2 separate regions of the Mus musculus genome follow, and region 2 is linked to region 1. The links are chromatin contacts, called in public HiChIP or PLAC-seq maps. All regions are on one chromosome and are shown on one strand. The core of a region is the stretch at or near the end of the contact, and the rest is flanking DNA. Distances in the headings are between cores, read along the strand shown.

Region 1 (2,575 bases), core at 38-2,537:
AATACAAGGCCATGCTGGAGACTTAGCCCAGACCTTCGGTCTCATGCACAGCCCCTGGCTATTCTCTTTAAGCAAGACAAGCAGACAAAAACCCAAAACATTACCTCTTTCCTTTTGGATGTCTTGAGAGAAAGGTTTTAAAGTTTTATGAGCATGGAGCGCACCATGCAGTGGCTCAGGAGGTCGGAGGAGGGCACTGGATCCCCCAGAGCTGGAGGTACAAAAGGTCGGGAGCCTCCACGCGGGTGCTGGGAATGGAAACCTGGTCCTCTCGAAGAACAATAGTGTTCTTTACAGCAGGGCCATCTCTCCAGCCCCACGAGACAATTTTGATTTTTTTTTTCTCTCTCAGACATTTTTTTTTTTTTGGAGGAGGTCATTATACTGTAGCCCTTTTAGGTGGCCGAGGTCATTATACTGTAGCCCTTTTAGGTGGCCGTCTGCGTGATACGGAGATGGGAAGTATACGAGGCTTTCCTTTCTAGAAACATCTACTCTTCTCAGACGTTTGCTCTGATGGAGGCTGACCAGTGCTGACGTGGGCTTGCCCTGCTCTTTGCTTCCCACAGCCTTGTAGGTCAGAGCCCTTATAGCCTGATGCTGGTCGTTATTCAGTAATTCCCATGGAAAGGAAGGGGGCATCTCTAGGTTTGGGAATGGTGTGTGTGTGTGTGTGTGTGTGTGTGTGTGTGTGGTGTTAATTTCAATTCAGATTAAAATGAAGATGTTTAGAGACACACGTACATTCTGTCTCTGTCTCTGTCTTTCTCTCTCCTTTTGTCTCTGTCTTTCTCTCTCCTTTTTTGAGACAGGGATTCACTATGTAGCCCTGGCTAACTTAGAACTCAGCCTGTCTCTGTCTCCCAAATGCTGGGCTAACAGGTGTGTGGCCATGACACCCAGCTGAGAAAGCCCAGTTCTTGCCAGATGTACCTCCGCTCTGTCACAGAGTGGCTCTAACCACTGGTGAAGCATGCCTAAGGGCTTCCGTGCTAATTCTGAGAAAAAAAAAAACCAGTGCAGTTTTGCCCCTGGAAGGAGCTAGACTGGAGATAACCAGACAGGCCTCTGCACCCATCTCCCAAGCAGTAAAAAAGTGTGGAGGTGGGGTGTCAGGGGGTGGGGAAGATTCCTCATTTACATAGAAAATAAACTTCCTGTCCTATTAAACAATGAGGCATTCAAAATCTGCCCGAGTAAAAGTCCCCTGATGCAATGAGAGAGTGAGCAATTCCATGTCAGGCTGTTGTTATGGGATTTAAACATGTCCTAGCTAGGGCTTGAGGGGAAAGTCGGAGCCAAAGACAATAGCCTCAAACCCCACATGCGCAGGAACCTCATTCCAGCGGAGCTTCCTTAAGAGAGCCGGGCAGACTTTTCACAAACAGAGTGACTTCAAAGGTTGGGCCTGCATCAGCGCCTCCCTCCTCAACTTCAGCCCAGACCACCACAGGCCCCTTCGTCTCCCGGTTTAGTTTATAAGATTCTCACACACATTACAATGCAATTATCTGAGCTCATGGACCAACAGGAAAGCGCTCATCACAGGGTACTACTTCCTTTGTCAGGCACCGACCCTGGTCGCTGTAAGCTGATAGGCACTGCGCTGGCCACCGGGCACCCAGGCACACGATGCCCTTCACCCCAACACACCCAAGGCTCTTCGGTTGAATTCCCCAGGGAGGAGGCGGCCAGGGGATGGGGAACGGGGAAATTTTCTTACATCACTTGACGTGATTGCTTTCACTCACAGAATCCTGAGTCATGACTGTAGCCACGTTGCCTCCGGCTCTGGCTGAAATCAGCGGCTATAGATTTGGAAACCTGACTCCACGGCTGACTCTCATCCAGTTCATAGGAAGTGTGTATTAGTTTAGTGGCCCCTCTTCAGGCTGAAGTGCCTTCTAATTGAGGGGATTACGTGAGGAAAGTGGCTGTGTCGTGGCTTAGTAAGCTGATGCCATGCTAGTGAACAATATTTGACATTCGGCGAGTTTACAAAAAGGGCAGTCTCTCTGTTTGTTTGAACCAGATTAAGTGAAAGGAAAAGTTTTTCTTTCCCATCCCAAGACAAATGGGAAACACATGTTTTCCCCTTTTGACTTTGTAAGTACAAGGCTCCCCACATTTCTCCCCGCCCCCTCAGCTGAGAGCCTTCAAGGACCTCAGAGTGTTCCCTCTCTTCAGTGGCCAAAGCCAATACAGTGTGAGCCTTTATATTTCCAGACAGCAGGGCTCATGGACAGGGCCTGATTCCAGGTCACCACATGGGGTGTTCCTGAGCCTACAATTTTATGGGCAGATAAGATGGTAAAACCCGGTGCCAGGAGCCCCAGGCGCTGGGCTTACATGGAGAGCTTTCGCCCACATGACGCTATCAGATGCCACTTTGTTTACCTGTAAAACCATCCTTAAACAAAATTGAATAAATTTAAATAAAATTGCCTACATTCATTTCCAATTCTGTGAAGAATGTTCATATTCAGGTTAATTTATGGTTTTGGAGTTTTTGAGTTAGTGCCTCATTATGAAGGCCTTGGCTGGCTTAGAACCTGCTATGTAGACGAAGCTGGCC
Region 2 (2,575 bases), core at 34-2,533, 490 kb after region 1:
AGAAATCCATTTTCTAAGGATTGCAAATGCTTTTTTCTTTTAAACAATTAATGTTGGTGGTGGGCAAGAGACAAAACCACAGAAATGCATTAGTCTAACCTCAAAGAAACAGATGTCAAACACAAACTAATAAAACTTTTAATTATTTAATACTTACTAATTTGTGTGTGTTGTGTGAATGCATGCTTATGCCACAGCACACATGTGAAGATCATAGGACCATGTGCCGTACAGTAAGAACAAGAGTTCTCTCCTTTCACCGTGTGAATTCCATGACCTGAACTCAGCATGTCAGGCCTGGCAGCAATTGCCTATCTACTACTCCATCTCACTGGCCCTCATGACACACGAGAAACAACCTTCTGCATTCTTTTTTATTCTTATTTTTTTAAAGATTTGTTCTTATTTTGATGGTTTTTAGTTACGTATTTCTGTGTCTGTGCACATAAGTGCAAGTGCCCTCAGAATCCACAGGCCTCAGATCCCCTGGAGCTGGAATGTCAGGCAATTGTGAGCCTCCCAAACCACGAGCTGGGACTTGAACTCAGGTCCTGCTACAAGTAAAATATCTTTTAGGCCCTTGCTTATTGTGGTAGTACATTTCAGTGTGCCCTGGTTTTTTTGTTTGTTTGTTTGTTTTTTGTTTTGTTTTTAAAGTTTTTTTTAAGATGTTTATTTATTGTTATACATAAGTACACTGTAGCTGTCTTCAGACACCAGAAGAGGGCGTCAGATCTCATTACCGGTGGTTGTGAGCCACCATGTGGTTCCTGAACTCAGGACCTTTGGAAGAGCAGTCAGTGTTCTTAGCTACTGAGCCATCTCACCAGCCTTTTGGGTTTTTTTTGAGACAGGGTTTCTCTGTGTAGCCCTGGCTGTCCTGGAACTCACTCTGTAGACCAGGCTGGCCTTGAACTCAGAAATCTGCCTGCCTCTGCCTCCCAAGTGCTGGGATTAAAGGCGTGCACCACCACACCCGGCTTATGCCCTGATTTTTAATGCAAAAAAAAAAAAAAAAAAAAAAAATCCACAAAAACCTGCATTTAGGAAACAAATTAAGTAGAAAGCTATCCTAGAATACTGAAATCATGCTTAATTCAATTTACTCAACGTTAACATAAAGGCTGTCTGTAGGACCCCAAAAGGGGGAAGCAAAGAGTTTGTGGGATAGTCCAGGGGATGGCTGCAGCTGACCTTCAATGGCTACTCCTCTGTAGCCAAGCTTCCTGGCACCCGCCACCCAGCAGTGAGGAAAAGCCCGGTACTTGGCATGTGCTCCTCTGGAGGAAGCCATGAATACCGCAGCCAGCAGCCAAATCCCCCAACGAGCGAGAAACACGCTCTAGGGCCAGACCTGAACAGAACACAAATGCCTTTCTCTGCAGAGGCATGGTTCCCGGAGGCCTGCAGACCATTAATGGTCTGAATAGAAAACTAATTAGCCTCACAGTGAGAACAAGAGTTCCACCCAAACAAATTAGGAATCTCTAAGAGCAGTGGGCCCCGGGGAAAGACATTATTTCCAGGTGCTCCTTGGATTTCCCAAGAGGCCGGAATAATCAAACATTACATGGCCAGCATTCCAACAGGTCTCTGCTAAGAAGAGAACCGGGCCTGAGTCCCTCAGGGTACCAATGACACTTAATTTGATCTATTTCTGATCTAATTCGAAGCCCCAAATGAAACCAGGCTCTCGACCTTGTCTTCCCGTTTCTTCTTTACTACTGAACCATAAAGACTCTAAGCACCCTGGGATGAGGAAGTGACCCATCTGCCTGTGTGGCCTCGACTCAGTCTTTCTGAGAGCCAGGGAACTGGGGAAGGAGTCAACGCACCCGGATTGTAAAGTAGTTCACACCATACATCTCCAGGTCCTGAGCTATCTTCAAATACTCCATTTCAGCTTCATCCCTGTGAGGAGAATAGAAGACACCATTATTAGGGCTAAGTGACAAGGATGAAGGACAGACTCTTGCCAAGTCAAATATTCTGAGCATGCCTCTGGTGAGATAGAAGGGACCTGCAGAAGATGAGACAGACCAGACACAGCAACACTTTTCTCAACCCAGAGATTCCCATCCCCGTGAAAATAAGAAAACAGATTCATTACACTGACTCTTGGCTTCAATTTCACACTCTGGCCTTGGTAAATAGTGACATCTGTCTCAAGTGATTTAAAAAAAAGAACGTGGGGGCTGGGAGTGTAGCTCAGCAGCAAAGCACTCACTCCGCATGCGCAAAGCTCTAGGTTCCATCCCCGGCATTGGCAGAAAGAAAAAACAAAGCCACAGTGCATTCATTCTTTCCGACCTCAAATGCACGAAGTCACTGCCTGTCTCTGTGTACTTCCTTAACCTAGAGCTTCAGTAATGAAGGGGCCTCTCTAGAAGCTGACAACACCCACTTTCCTGGTTTTATCTCTTGGGTTACTGCTGAAGATTAAGGCAAGAACTATCTGAGCCATAAAACCCAGGCCAGTAGGTGAATGCTTCTGTGTTGTAAGTCGAGCTTAAAGCAAGCTCTGGATGCAGCAGTGACTTGCAGAAAACTCCCTGAGAGGTAAAAGTACTGAAGT

What was found. HiChIP or PLAC-seq counts read pairs in DNA pulled down with a chosen protein or histone mark.
Region 2: a contact with region 1 is called in an H3K27ac HiChIP or PLAC-seq map of embryonic stem cells, with 6 times the contacts expected there. The contact joins two enhancer-like sites. A contact is called at or near these places in 1 of 15 datasets of contacts at CTCF or cohesin (the NIH/3T3 cell line) and 4 of 115 datasets of contacts at active chromatin or transcription factors (astrocytes and embryonic stem cells).

Annotation. Positions count from the first base shown.
Region 1 is chr11:4,307,059-4,309,633 of GRCm38.p6, forward strand. No RefSeq gene overlaps it. Among named protein-coding and RNA genes, the nearest start is that of Gm24803, 16 kb to the right of the region's middle. Within about 2 kb of position 1,288, at least 151 of the 459 cell types and tissues checked have an H3K27ac peak or open chromatin away from gene starts, as enhancers often do. A contact at or near this core is called in embryonic stem cells, where this site is marked.
Region 2 is chr11:4,801,843-4,804,417 of GRCm38.p6, forward strand. It overlaps Nf2 (neurofibromin 2), which reads right to left. Exons shown (of 17, transcript NM_001252250.1): 7 at 1,836-1,911. Among named protein-coding and RNA genes, the nearest start is that of Nf2, 46 kb to the right of the region's middle. Within about 2 kb of position 1,284, at least 95 of the 459 cell types and tissues checked have an H3K27ac peak or open chromatin away from gene starts, as enhancers often do. A contact at or near this core is called in embryonic stem cells, where this site is marked.